2 separate regions of the Zea mays genome follow, and region 1 is linked to region 2. A link is a contact called in public Hi-C data. All regions are on one chromosome and are shown on one strand. The core of a region is the stretch at or near the end of the contact, and the rest is flanking DNA. Distances in the headings are between cores, read along the strand shown. Region 1 holds the start of LOC103627411. Region 2 holds the start of LOC100283282 (adenine phosphoribosyltransferase 2).

Evidence for each region. A called contact is a pair of places that touch in the nucleus more often than the background predicts.
Region 1: a contact with region 2 is called in a Hi-C map of tassel, with 2.1 times the contacts expected there. The contact joins the promoter of LOC103627411 here to the promoter of LOC100283282 in region 2. A contact is called at or near these places in 7 of 25 Hi-C or Micro-C datasets (bundle sheath, ear, endosperm and 3 more).

The regions. Positions count from the first base shown.
Region 1 is chr5:188,069,848-188,076,562 of Zm-B73-REFERENCE-NAM-5.0, forward strand. LOC103627411 reads right to left here and starts at 5,002. Exons shown (of 2, transcript XM_008647706.2): 1 at 3,890-5,002; 2 at 3,009-3,794. The coding sequence starts at 4,898. The coding sequence ends at 3,304.
Region 2 is chr5:187,872,911-187,879,663 of Zm-B73-REFERENCE-NAM-5.0, forward strand. It overlaps LOC100283282 (adenine phosphoribosyltransferase 2), which reads left to right and starts at 1,397. Exons shown (of 7, transcript NM_001156184.2): 1 at 1,397-1,638; 2 at 1,767-1,877; 3 at 3,281-3,373; 4 at 3,834-3,986; 5 at 4,360-4,418; 6 at 5,054-5,134; 7 at 5,236-5,620. The coding sequence starts at 1,455. The coding sequence ends at 5,119.

The sequences.
Region 1 (6,715 bases), core at 3,752-6,251, 200 kb after region 2:
ATGTTCTGATTTAATTAAATAGATGGGAAAGGGATTGCCATAACCTAATCCTGCGCAGAATGGGCCGGACCAGCTGACCTCAACATAAGAAAAAAAGGGAGGAAAACTGTATGGCACAGACCTCGCCTTCTGGATGAAGCGGCGCCGTCCGAAACCGGCGCACACAAGGACGGCCGTATTCTAGAGGCCGGGCCGGGCGGCTGAATGGACAGGACAGGAGAGCCCGGCAGCACCTTGGACGCAAAGAGGTTTCAGATGCTGACAACTTCGCATGAAAAACACGAAAAAAAAATTAGTCTGCGGCCGGACGCAGACAGAAACGTCATACGCAGCTGCTACTCCGCGACGCCATCGACAGCTTGAGGCCGAGGAGACACCTGGATTAGATTATCACTCAGGACGGCACGAACTTGTTGTTTTCCACCGGCCCCTTTTTAATTGACTGCCGGCAGTTGCTTGTCATCTCTCTGTTCTGTGCTTCTGCACTGCTGGGATGCCTGGATAGCGTGGCTAGTCATGGGCTCATCTTATTCTTATCCTGTACGCTTTTTTTTCCTGAAGTTCTTGTGGAACCGGGTGACCAGATGGCAAGTTGTGGAACGGTATGGATTCTTTGCTTCCGTTGCGTCTGCCGCGCCGTTTGATGGCATATGGTTCTTATCGCCACAAAAAGGTTCCCGGATCCAGATGTCTGGATGCCATTGCCAATACATGAAGCTACCCTACCTGTTGCTCCAGATGCCGTTTATCTGAATTCCAGCTTCTTTTTCTCCGCAAGTTCATCCTCTGTGAACAGTCACTGAAAACTCGTTGCAGGGAGAGGGATTGCTCTAAACAAAAAAAACCAAAGTTTCTGCCTTTTTTTTCGGGAAAAGTTCTTCTAGTATTTTTTTTAAAAAAAAAATCCAGCTATCCTACCTTCGCATGTGCAAAATAAAGTATCAGATAACGACGGTCAAATAAACTATTTAAATTTCTGTATACAAATGGTATTACTCACACTTTGGTTGTAATGTTTTTTTTAAAAAAAATATCAGGACATACTTGAAAACAAAAACAGTAGCTGTTATATTTGTATTGGAGGCTGCATCAATGTCTATAATATATCTATATACTTCCACACTCTTCTCTATCACCGTCTGATTCAGTCCTTCACCATCATTATCAAAAAAGTTAATCATAATATAAATACACATTATATCTCATATCTCATCTCCTATTTTAAATTTCACTCTATAAACAGTGTTGTAGACTACAATGCAAAATAATTTTTTGTACGACCTGCTAGGGACAACCTAAAGTTACTCATTGCCATTATAAAATATTTAGCCTAAGATATCCAAATACATTTATACAATATGCACACCTCCACAAATAATGAAAAACAATTAAAACCATCCATATGCTTGTTTTCCTATCATCTATTCCTACTATTTATTAAAAAATAGAGCGACTCTGTTCTGCTTACCAAACACGAGATCGGAGTCGCTCTATTACAGTTGGCTCCATAATGAAACACCCTCTATGGTGCAACCGGATGGGTCTCCTATTATGTGGAAGTGAGACTAGTCATATGCTTGTGCTTTACTACGATATTTATGTATTACGTGTGTAGATTTTATTTTAATAAAATAAAAAATATATGTGTTTTGTTGGGTAGGTAGATATTAATGTAGAGTCAACGATTAAGGTTCGAGAATCCTCACTTGTACACAATTTTATCTTCTTTTTTTGCATAAAACGTGGAGAAAAAGGATGTCCACTGTGAAAACTGGTGCTTTAATATAATAGACAAGAGAAAGAGAAGATATGTGTTGAGAATTCCTATTTATGAAGAGTGAAATTAAGGTAAACTAAAACTATAAATTTATTATTGACACGATATAATATAGTAAAAAAACGGTTGCAATCATGTTTCTCATGCAATCACCGTATAATTAAAGTATCAAAAGTCTAAAAAGTTCTAAAAAAATTATAAATATACTTTATTATATACACTACAATGTATGAAATTTCAAGTTCTAATTCATACTATATTAAAAGGTATAGAAATGGAAAAGCTATATAATTTTTAGTTCTTTATATTGGATAGAATTTTCTGTTTTTTTATATATCTTAACATAGGAAAATTTATATTTACTATTTGATACATTATTAGAGTATATAAGAAACTATATCTATTTTTTGAGAATTTTGTGACTTTTAATAATTTGATTGTACGATGACTGAACAGAAAATCTAATTCAACAGAAGTTTGACTCAATATAGTACTATATTTTTTTAAGGACGTGGAGAGGGCGTGAGCCGTATATGATAGTGGTACATGCCCACATGTTATACAGCTTCTCAGTTTCATTAAAAATAAAATGTAGGCTCTGTTTATAAGTTACTACAACTCAAACATGAATAACTAAGCACTGTCTCCTTTTGTAAGTCATTTGTTGCTGGAAGCACCAGTAACAAAATCACGAGCGGTGGCGGCTGGATCGGATACTTGCATTGCTTCCAGCCTTCCACTAAGGTTTATCGTCAAAGCGTGCGCGGTGCGCCCATTGGGAATAGAAACTGCCTTGATTATCATGGTTTTTGGTCAAAGCGTGCGCCCCTTGGAAATTTGGGAGTCGAAACTCGTGTTATAAAGCAAACCAAACACTTCAAATCAGGTCATATTTTTATTTTTTAGGACTTAAATATACAATTTCTTGTTGGAGCCAAAACTTTCCGTTACAAACAAACAAAAAGCTCCTCAAAATATAAAAATAGGTGAGGTGATGGAAGTAACTAGTCTCGAACAAAAGTATAAAGTGCATGGGGTTTACAAATCAAGGTAAAAAGAGATACCATTATTAGCTATATGCAAATGTGAATCACAGGAAGATTCAACTTTTCAGATTGTGTGGTTTTTATTTTTTTCTAGCCGCTTCTTTCCTCCTCTTTATTCGAAATTATAGTTCTAGAATCTATCTCCACCATATATATGTACAACTTGAGCAATGAAAGCATAAGGATAAAGAGACACGCACCAGGGTATAATATAAAAGAAGAAAACAACGAACCAAAAGCTCATTGCATAAGACAAGCTTTTCATCCTTTTAACCGACCTATATAATACTTCTTCACATCTAGATAACAGCAGCTAGACTATGATACATCACCAGCAGCAGAACAACAACTTAATAGCGGCCAAATCAAGCTGCGTGCCCTAACTCCTAAGCATGTGTGTCAGTATCGCCGTGACCATTCGCCATTACTACACCTAATTCCTGTTTGACAAATGGGCCACCTGTCGGTCTCCGCTGTTCGTCAGTCTCGTAGCGGGATCTCGAACAGGTCGGACTCGGCCTCCGGGTCGCCGACGGACGCCGCGCCGGAGCCGCCGACGCTCTCCTTCCTGCTCCTGCTCGTCTTCGCCGTCTCCAGCCACCCGGAGTCCACGCGGCCCACGGAGAAGAGCTCGCCGCTGTCGTCGAAGTCGAGGCCCATCGAGCCGCTGCCGCGGGCGTCCACCGTGGACGCGGCGCGTACGAAGCACGGGTTGGCCGTGCGCCGCGCGTTGCCCGGCGCGTACCGGAACTTGCTCTGCCCGAGGTTGACCAGCGCCATCACGTCGAAGCTGGAGGCCAGCACCGGGTATAGCGGGCTCGAGAACGCCTCCGCGTTGCAGCTCACGGCGTGGACCAGCTGCCCGTCCACCGTGAAGAACACCTTGCGCTTCGCCGGCTCGAAGCCGCACCCCACAACCTTGTCCACGCCCGCCCACGAGGACTTGTCCGATTCGTACACCAGCTTCATCCCTGAAACCATTCAGCGAAATCAAACTCTTTATCGCGCTCATGGATCGTTGAAGCAGCAGCGTGCTTTATGTGCTCTGCTAAATGCTAATACTTACCGTCAAGGTAGACCGCGCCGTCGGAATGGAAGCCGATGGACGACGCGTACGTTCCGACCAGCGACGGCCGTTGTGGAGCGGCGGACGCGGTGGCGAGGCCGAGCGACATGACCAAATGCCTCCGTTTATCCTGTTCGTCGTCCTTGACGGCTCTGTTTTCTTGGACCGGGTTCTTGGCGGCAGGTGCAAAACTGACGAGCTTGACGCGGTCGCTCTCGCTGGAGCCGTCCCGCCCACGCCTGCTCGCCCTCGACGCGGACCACTCCGGCCGTTTCGTGTTCAGGTAGATGATGGTGATCTCGAAGTAGGCGTCCTGCGGGAACGGCGCGCCGGCGAGGGGCGGGCCCGGCAGCGGAAGGCTCATCCTGGCGAGGCACAGCGCGTTGGGGTTCCCCGCGTCCGTGTCGCCGCGGAGCGGGCTCGGGTTGCTCCCGGGGAGCCACTTCCTGCTGGACGCGGCGGCGGCCGCCGGGTCGAGCCGCACCGCTTGCATCCGCTCGGACGATCCCATGGGCAGCTCCCACGCTGCCGCCTCCGCCATGTCGCGGCTCGTCCCGGCGTCGCAGAGCGGGCACGTCCCCCACAGCGGCGACGACGACGCGGACTTGGACTTGGACCGCGGCGGCGCCACCGCGAACACGAACTGCGCCCACCCGTTCTCCGCCGCCTCGGTCACCAGCCGCGGGTGGTCGGCCCACTGGAACGGGCCCTGCTGCGCGCCGCCGCCCGAGCCACGGTGCCTCGCGTCGACGCGGGCGTGGTGCTGGTGCTGGTGCAACTGCTGGAACCGGAGCCCCACGCGGCCGCTGGCGGCGTTGTACCTCATGTTGAGCTTCGCCAGCCCGGGGCTCGCCGTCGGCTCCGCAACGGCCGTAGGGGAAACTTCTGGCAGCGCCGGCGGCGCATTACGGGGCAAGCTCCTACGCCGGTACACCAGAAACACGACCGCGATCAGCGCCGCGATGGGGAGCCCGACGGCGAGCAGCAGCTTAAGCCACAGCGCCGCCATACTGCACGCACGTTCCTCCCGCTGTTGCTCACTGAGAAGTATAGATGGCCAAAAAGCACGAGGCCCGTGAGCCCGGCACGAAGCCCGCTTTTTGGGCCCGGTCCGAGCCCGGCACGGTAGAATAAGCGGGCGGGCTTGGACAGGAAACTAGGCACGGCGGGCTAGCCCGGCACGGCCCGTTTACCTCTAAGCCCGTTAAGCCCGTTTTTTTTACACTAAAACGTGCTTTTCGGCCCGTTTAGCCCGCTTTTCGGCCCGTTTTTTCGTGCCCGGCCCGTTTAGGCCCGCTGCGGGCCGGGCTTGGACAGAAACTTAAGGCCGCTGGCTCAGCAGGCCCGGCCCGGTTTTGGCCGGGCTTCACCGTGCCCGGGCCGGGCCGGGCCGGGCCGGCCCGTTTGGCCATCTCTACTGAGAAGACCGGGGCTGCGTCGATGGAGCGGCGGCGGACATGGTCACGAATCACGATGCTCTTTGTGGTGCGGCCGGTTGATTCTTTCTGCGTGCTGTTGTTGTGGCGTTCTTGGAGCCTGGTTTGGTGGAGGGTCTCGGAAGGCTGGCGCGGCCACGGAACGCTGACCGCCTCAACAAAAAACAGGCAAAACAACGACTGGAGGGGTTTTAAATTGGGCGGAAGCCGCACGCATCGGCGTGATGCTGCAGGTGTGGGTTTATTTTGCTCAGGGGTTGATCGAATTGGCGCTTATTTGCAACGGGCACACCAGCACGTTGCACGGTGCGGGTTAGGTTGGTGACGTGACGTGCGAAAACTTTTAACGTGGCACACATTCGAAATTATTTAATGGTCATGCGAGAATTTTCAATCATAAAGGCGAGATTCACTGAACATTTGACATTTTTAGATCTTAAATTGGAACCAAGCATATACACGACACTTTGTTGGGAGTAGGATATCATATACCCAAGGATGACATGATCGAACGGTAGAATCACGATTTTATTAGTTGCTTGAGGAAATGAATGTATTTATTTGCATCGTTAATAATGATTTTCTGCATTTGGAAGTCAATGATGGTAATTTTGGCAAAAATTTAGAATCTTGAATTCACTTATTCGTAGATATTACTCAGTTTTACTGTGATAAATTTTGATGTTAGATTAAGACCTTGTGTGATCCTATCGATTGGAGAATACAGTTGACACGACCATATATACCGCGAAATAAAGATTTATTCGGCACTGCTAGAGCTATATAGAACCTTGCTAAGAAAAATCATGTTCATCCAAACAATCCATCTTATAACATAGGAGTAGATGGACTGATGGAGTAGTTACTTAGAAACCAATCATCTAGTATAGCTTATAAAAGCTAAAATACCACTGGTATTGCGACTTATAGAAGTTGAGAGGATCAAACAAGTCCTAATAAAATATTGCACTATTTTTAAAACTAGTATATAAAATTAGTTGATGATACAATAATAATGAAACATGGAATTAAGAACTACGTGCCTGTTAATATTTCAAAACATTGGCATACTTGACAGTTTTTACAGTTTTATTTTGTACAAAAATAAATATCGTCCCTTAAGTATCAACCTAACAAAAAAAGTGCGGCTACATTACATGATTCATATTGAAGCTTTAGGGTACCTGTTGTACATGTAGCATTTCTTTAAAGAAAAACGGGTATTTGATAAGATTTATGGTAACTAGCAGTAGTTGATCAGTTACTATCACTTTCCTAATCATTATGCGATGACAAAATGATCTAGTTTTGCAAGTGAAGGACGAGAGATAAAACTTCCACTACTTCTCTTATACGAGGAACTTACAAACAAAATCATCAGTAAACCATT
Region 2 (6,753 bases), core at 147-2,646:
TCCTGGATCGATCACTGACGCGATCGCGTCCTCCTGGTAAGGGCAACCGCACTTGCAAAATGCCAGTAACATGGCTCCCCCCCCCCCCCCCCCCACACACACACACCACCTGGGCCCTGGCTACTACCTCCATCGATACTGTAGCGGACTAGCGGCTGCTCCCAGCCACAGGGCGGTACTGATGAATAGTAAACAACAACTGTCTGGAAAACAGTAACGTGGCAACGATGCCAGCGCGAGCGCGTGGCCTTTCATCGCATCCCCTGCGACTACTCCAAACTGTATAATCACGAAGTTGGCGCCGGCGTCGGAGATCAGAATTCAGAAATCACCCTTGGGCCTTGACCGGGATAAAAACGTCGAGAAGCGTTTTTCTCACTGATCGAGGAGTTTGGCGACGATGGATCATCTCTTCCGGCGGGTTCTGTCCGTCCTTTCCAGATCGCAAATATTTCCCGCGCCGCACCGCACTGCACTGCGCCGGGGGCTCCTCGTCTTGGCCTCCCTCGAGGACGAGCAGTGGTGGCACGGCAGCCCACAGCACGCATAGCCCCCGTACGACTATGCGCTAGTACGTGCATAGGCATAGGCATAGCCGCATAGGCACACAATCTCTCTCTCTCTATATATCTCGGTGTGTGCGCTGTGCCCCTACTACTTGTACAGTTGTAGTACGTGACAAATGTGAGCCAGGGAGGGTTACTGGGGGCGTGCCTCTTTCTCTTTTCGTGAAAAGCTTCGCGCCCTGGCCCCAGTATTGATGAGCAGCGCGCCTAGGCCTAGCCGTTTCAGAGAGGAAAAGGGAAAGAAAACGGGGAGCGCGTTTCGTTTACTTAACAGTGGCCTAGTAGGGCGCAGCCGCTGCTCCACTTGGGGCTAGCCTAGGCAGTAGCCACCGGACCGCACCGCACCGCACGGCGTCCGGATTTGAAGCGCTTGTGTGGGTACACACCCTCCACTCCACCACGGCTCGTCGGGTTGGGCCTGCCTGCCTGCCTGCCGTGCAGTGCCGCGCCGCGCCGGTGTCCTACTAGATTAGCAGTACCACGGCGTCACCACCACTGCACTTATGTCACCCAACCCAACCCAACCCACCCGGCCAGCCCCCCGTTACTTCGTCCCAGGTTTTCGGCATGACCGTGCCGCCGTACTGCTTGATCGCCGTGTCCGCAGCCCGTTGGCCGCGTGGACGGTAACGTCTGCCCCGGTTTAATTTCTCCCGTCCCGATCCGGCAACCCGAGGCCCGGGCTGGTGCTTCTCACTAGTCAGTACTCAGTAGTAGTAGTAGTCACTCCATTCCCCCCACCCGGCTAGTAGCCCTGCTCTGCTCTCTGCCTCGGCTATATATATACGCCGCGGGCGCACCGGTCCAGCAAGCAACAATAAAGGGCGGTGTCGAAGAGGAGCTTGGAGCTTGGACCGACCCGAGCCCCATCGAGCGAGAGAGGAAATAATGGGTGAAGAGGCCAGCTGCAACGCTGCCAGCGCGATGGAGGCCGCCACCAACGCCAGGCCGGCCAAGGAGAACGGACGCGCGCCGGCTGTGGCGGAGGTAGTGGCCCAGGAGGCGGCCGCTGACCCCCGGCTGCAGGGCATCTCCGACGCCATCCGCGTCGTGCCGCACTTCCCCAAGCACGGTACTACGCCTTTCTTCACTCACTCGCTCACTCCTCTCCACACGCCTTCTGCTGCCAATTGTGCCGCCCGCCAGTAACGCCTTCCTTGCTCTGCATGCGCCGTCGTTGGGGGCCACGGGACGCTGCAGGCATCATGTTCAACGACATCACCACGCTGCTGCTGCGCCCCAGGGTGTTCAAGGACGCCGTCGACCTGTTCGTCGAGCGCTACCGCGGGATGCGCATCGACGCCGTCGCCGGTACGTAACCAGCACAGCCCGACGGACACCGCACCTCCCCTGGCCTCGCCTCGATTCGTCTCTTCCGGCCGGTCGACTCGACGACCAGTATCCGGCGGCGGTGCCTGAAGCGGCACGTCGCTGTCGCGCTGAGCTGTTGTGGGCAGAGTTCTGAGATTCCGTAAAATCTCTGGGGGAGATCTCCCTCGGTCCTTTTTGCGCCCCCCGCGCTTTTGTCGTTGCCGGCGTCCGTCCCGCCTTTTTCTCGCTCGCGCTCGCGTTGCAGCTCGGGCCTGCTTTCTTTCCTCGGGAGGATCATATCATAATAATCCTCCCACGCCACTGTTGCTGGATTTGCGTTTCGCCCAGCTCCGCCCCGCCTGCCATATCCATCCGGCGCCAGGTGTGCAAGGCAGATCCTACTAAAAGGCTGCAGAGACCGATAATAAATGCGCGAGATCGCGCTGGACCGCCGCTGACAGCCGGGCCCGTCTCCTCCCCGGCCGTGTGCATGTGCCGTGGCCGTGGCGCATGGAACGGCGTGTGGTTAACCTCGTCTGCCGGTGTGGGTTGAGTGCACGCTTGGCGCTGCCACTGCCAGACAGCCAGTAGACATTGAACCGGCGAACCCGCCATGCACGCAGCACAGGGCCACAGGGCGTGCATGCGCTCGTGGCAGAATGTTTGGCGCAGCGTCCTTCCCCTCCCTCCCTCCGTCCGTCCGTCTGTCTAGGCACATGACCTGGGCGCGCCTTTCCAGGCTTTCCCGCCGCGGCCGCGTCCGGAATCTGCCGCATCCAGTAGCGTATCGGGGCGGGGGTGGCAGTGGCAGGCACACCGCACACGTATAGAAGGAGGCCTGCTACGGGCACAGATCCGGTCCCGCGGCAGGGACCAATGGCAATGGGGGGGTCAAGGCCGCGGCAGCATGCCGCAGCGTCCGGCGTGGCCCCGCGCGATCGGACGGCTGCGGCAGCCGGCGCACGTGATCGAGCGGCGCGGGGGACACCCACCCCGTGGTATACGCCCGTCATGCATCGCTTCTCTGCTGCTGCCGCGCCCTGATGTCACCCGATCCGCTGTCGTTATCGCTGCAAAGTACTGCTTCTGAGATTTTGCTCTGTTGCTTGTTGGATCCTCTGTCCGCTTCTGCGCCCTTTGGTTCCTGAGTTTTTTTGGTTTTCTTTCCCTCTCGCCTTTCCGTCCATTCCATTTCTTTTTTCTTTTTTCTTTTTAAAAAACACGAGCTTCATGCTTCAACGTGTCGCTGCTGTTGCTTATGTGGCCGAATCTTTTGTCAGATATTATTGTCTCATTACTTGGCAGTGCCAGGCCATTCATCATGTTTCCATCCACCAGCACTTGCGTTGCGCTAGCTCTGACTTGTGTGTTGTGGCTCCTTGCTTGACACTCTACTCTTCCAGGGATTGAGGCCAGGGGCTTCATATTTGGCCCGGCAGTCGCATTGGCTATTGGCGCCAAGTTCATACCTTTGCGCAAGCCTAGGAAGCTCCCCGGTGAGACTCCTTCAACATGTTTCTGTTTTGATTTTGAATCCATTTCCATATACTCTATCCGCTCTTTTTATTTATTTGTCATATTTTAGTTCAAAAATGAAATAACCAGTGACAAATATTAAGAATGGATGTAGTACCCTTCTAAGCATGTGTCTTATACTCTCTTGGTCCTAAAATGCTTTTCTAGTGCCCAAAAACGTTAGCTTTCGTGGACCGAGTATGTTTAGTGAGAGTACTAGTTGCTTAGAAGGCAGTAAAAGTACGGTCCCGCCCCATACTCTCTGACACCAAAGTTGCTTCTCCGGCCTGATCCTTTTTGTGCATGCAGCCCACGACGGGAAATTAAGAAATGCATGGATCAGACTGTTACGCGAGATCATTGTGCACTCTTGTCCAGTTGTTCTATTCCCCCAAGAGATTCTGTGCATGTGCTAACATCCTTCTCTTGAAAACATGGAAGGCGAGGTGATCTCCGAGAAATACGTTCTCGAGTACGGGACCGATTGCTTAGAGATGCATGTCGGAGCCATCGAACGACCTGGTGAGCGCGTGCTGATCACCGACGACTTGGTCGCGACGGGAGGGACGCTCTGTGCTGCAATCAGGCTTCTTGGTACGTCACTGCACTGCTATATTTCAGCTTTATGCATCAGCTACATGAAAAAGCATACATGACGATTAGTTACACGGCAACCTATGTGTGATGTCCACAGCAAAGGGTATCTTGCGATTGTTACATATCTCTAAAGCTTCACACAGCCGTCTCTGTTCGCACATTCACGACACACTGTTGATGGACCGGTTGTAGCAGCTAAGCTTTAAATTGCGCATCGACAGCATCAAGGTGCATGTCAGTCGGGTACTCTGGCCAGCATCAGATCATCTAGTACTGATTGTGCTGGAACTGTGCCACCACAGTGCTGTTAGCAGCATATTCTCTCATCAGTTCAAACTCCTCATAAGTAAGCTATCAATTTGCTTTCCAGAACGTGCTGAAGCTGATGTGGTCGAGTGCGCATGCCTCATTGGCCTCCCAAAATTCAAGGTACCGTTGCTGAACTCACAACTAATCTGACCTGCCGATGGGTAAAACCAGCTGTTCATTATATGTTCATTCAATTGTCTGTAGGTGCCATATAATATATCAGCTGTTCATTATGTGTACTAAAACACAACAAATAAAAAAGAACGGTCGGAGTAATATATAAGTACGAACAACATGGACATGTCTGCTCTGGTGCCGACACATAAAATTACTTATTATCTGTACCGTTTGGATATCCATAGACATGACTACATGGGATTTGGGTGGACATTGTTTGTTATTGTCCAATAAATAAAACTGTGGAAGGTACTTGCACTGCACTGAAAGGTATTTGGCCGTGCGATTACTTTGTTTTAGCATGGGGGCACGCCTACCGCCTACGTTGTGCTGTGTACCATGGTTTCAGGATAAAGAAGATCATGTAGATTCCAGGATAAATAAAGCTGAAAAGTTTGCTACGTGTTCATCCTAATTTTGCTTCTTGTCAGTTAATCTGTTTCAACTTCAGTCTTCAGTAACCGGTCATATTAGTAGTCGTCAATGAAGCGTTCGTTTTTATTCCTTCAAATATCAAAGTGGTTGGGATGGGAAAAAGGGATTCAGATTTGTTAACTGGTTTAGTAACTTCCCCGCAGGATTTCTACAAGTTGAATGGAAAGCCCGTCTACGTGCTGGTTGAGTCCCGGGAATCAGATAAATAAGAACTTATGGGTCAGGTGAGGGATATTGATCGCATTCATTTCTTTATGAAGTGATGTTGAGACCAGCATGTGTACGTTGTTTACTTGCTCGTTTTATCTTCTGCTTGTTTTTGCAGAGGAAAGCTGGCGGTTCATTCCTTGCTGTTGTGATTGAGCAGTGGAGGGACATCGACAAGCCAACCATGGGGGTGCTTTAGCGTTACTAAGGCTAGCTACTAAGATCGACTTGGTGAGAGGAGAGGTTAGAAGTGCTGGGGGGGGGGGGGGGGGGGGGGGGGGGGGGGGGGGGGGGGGGGGGGTGGGGGCGTTAGTCTTGTAGGCTGAGTAGATTTTCAGAGTACTGAAGAGCTTGTAGTTCTGCCAGGAACATGCTTATTAGTTGAAGCAAGTGTGTTGATGGTCCATTGCTTGTTGGATTTTGTGGTTTTGATTTGAAGGGCGCAAAAACATGGCTGGATCAGCTTGACGGAAGAACTTGGACATCAATACGCTTAGCATCAAGTACTAGCGAAGTAGGAACTTGCTACTTGTAGCGTGTTATTCCTATCTTTGAACTCGTTAGCTTATTAGTGACAAAATTCACAAAAAATTGGCACGCGAAACGGACACAAGTCGTAGCAGAAAAAAACGTGAATATACTATCTAAAAATAAAAATAAAAACCAGGCGCATGGGATTTAACAGCCCTCTGTTTCCTCCTCGCCTGCCTTGTCGTCTGACGAGCGGCACGCGCGCGCGGCGCATCGCATCCCATCCATGGCTGGCGCCATGATGGGTGGAAATCCCGCGACGGGCATTGATTGTGAGAACCGCAGGGCAGTAGTACTACGCCCATAAATGCCGAGTGCTACGTGCATGTCACCTCGCATCCTCCATGCATGCCGCACTGTCGCTGGAACCAGCGGACCTCGTTCAGGAATCAGGATCCCCAGACGACGAACCTCGTTCAGGATCCCCAGGCGACGTGTTGTCACATCGGCCATCAGCAGCAGATGGCGCAGGCCTACACCTAGCCCATGTCCCCGCTCGAGCCGAGATGACAGCTCCGGAAGTCCGAAGCCGAGCCGTTGGGTAGTGTACTGCTGGGCTGATTTTTTATTTAACTTTGTTTTAAAAAAAATATGTTGACGTCCGGGACTAATAACGAATTAGAAACTAGTGACCTATACCGCTGAATTAGATCTAAAAAAGTCAGCGTTGGTACTCCCTTCGACCCAGAAAAAAATGTCGTTTTGATTTTTTAAGAACAAGTTTAACGGGATCGTCTCATTAAAAATATAATTATTATTTATTTTCATTCTGATTTAGTTTATCATACAATTTACTTTAATTATCAACTGATTTTTTTCTGTGTTTTCACAAATATTTTGAATAAAACAAGTCTGCCAAATGACTTCTTTATGGGACAGAGGGAGTATAACATTGAAGTTACAAAATTTGGTGTCATAGATCGTATTGGACCATAAATAGCATTGACGTCATCGTGCATAGGTGTCATAGCTCGTGTTGTCAAGTTGGCAGCATAGATTTTAGTGTTGCGGTTCTATCCAAACAACAACAATGCATCCTTCCTCTCGATGTGCTCTCTCTTGTCCAACTCCTGCCCTCACATCGCCGAGCACTGGTCACTCTGCC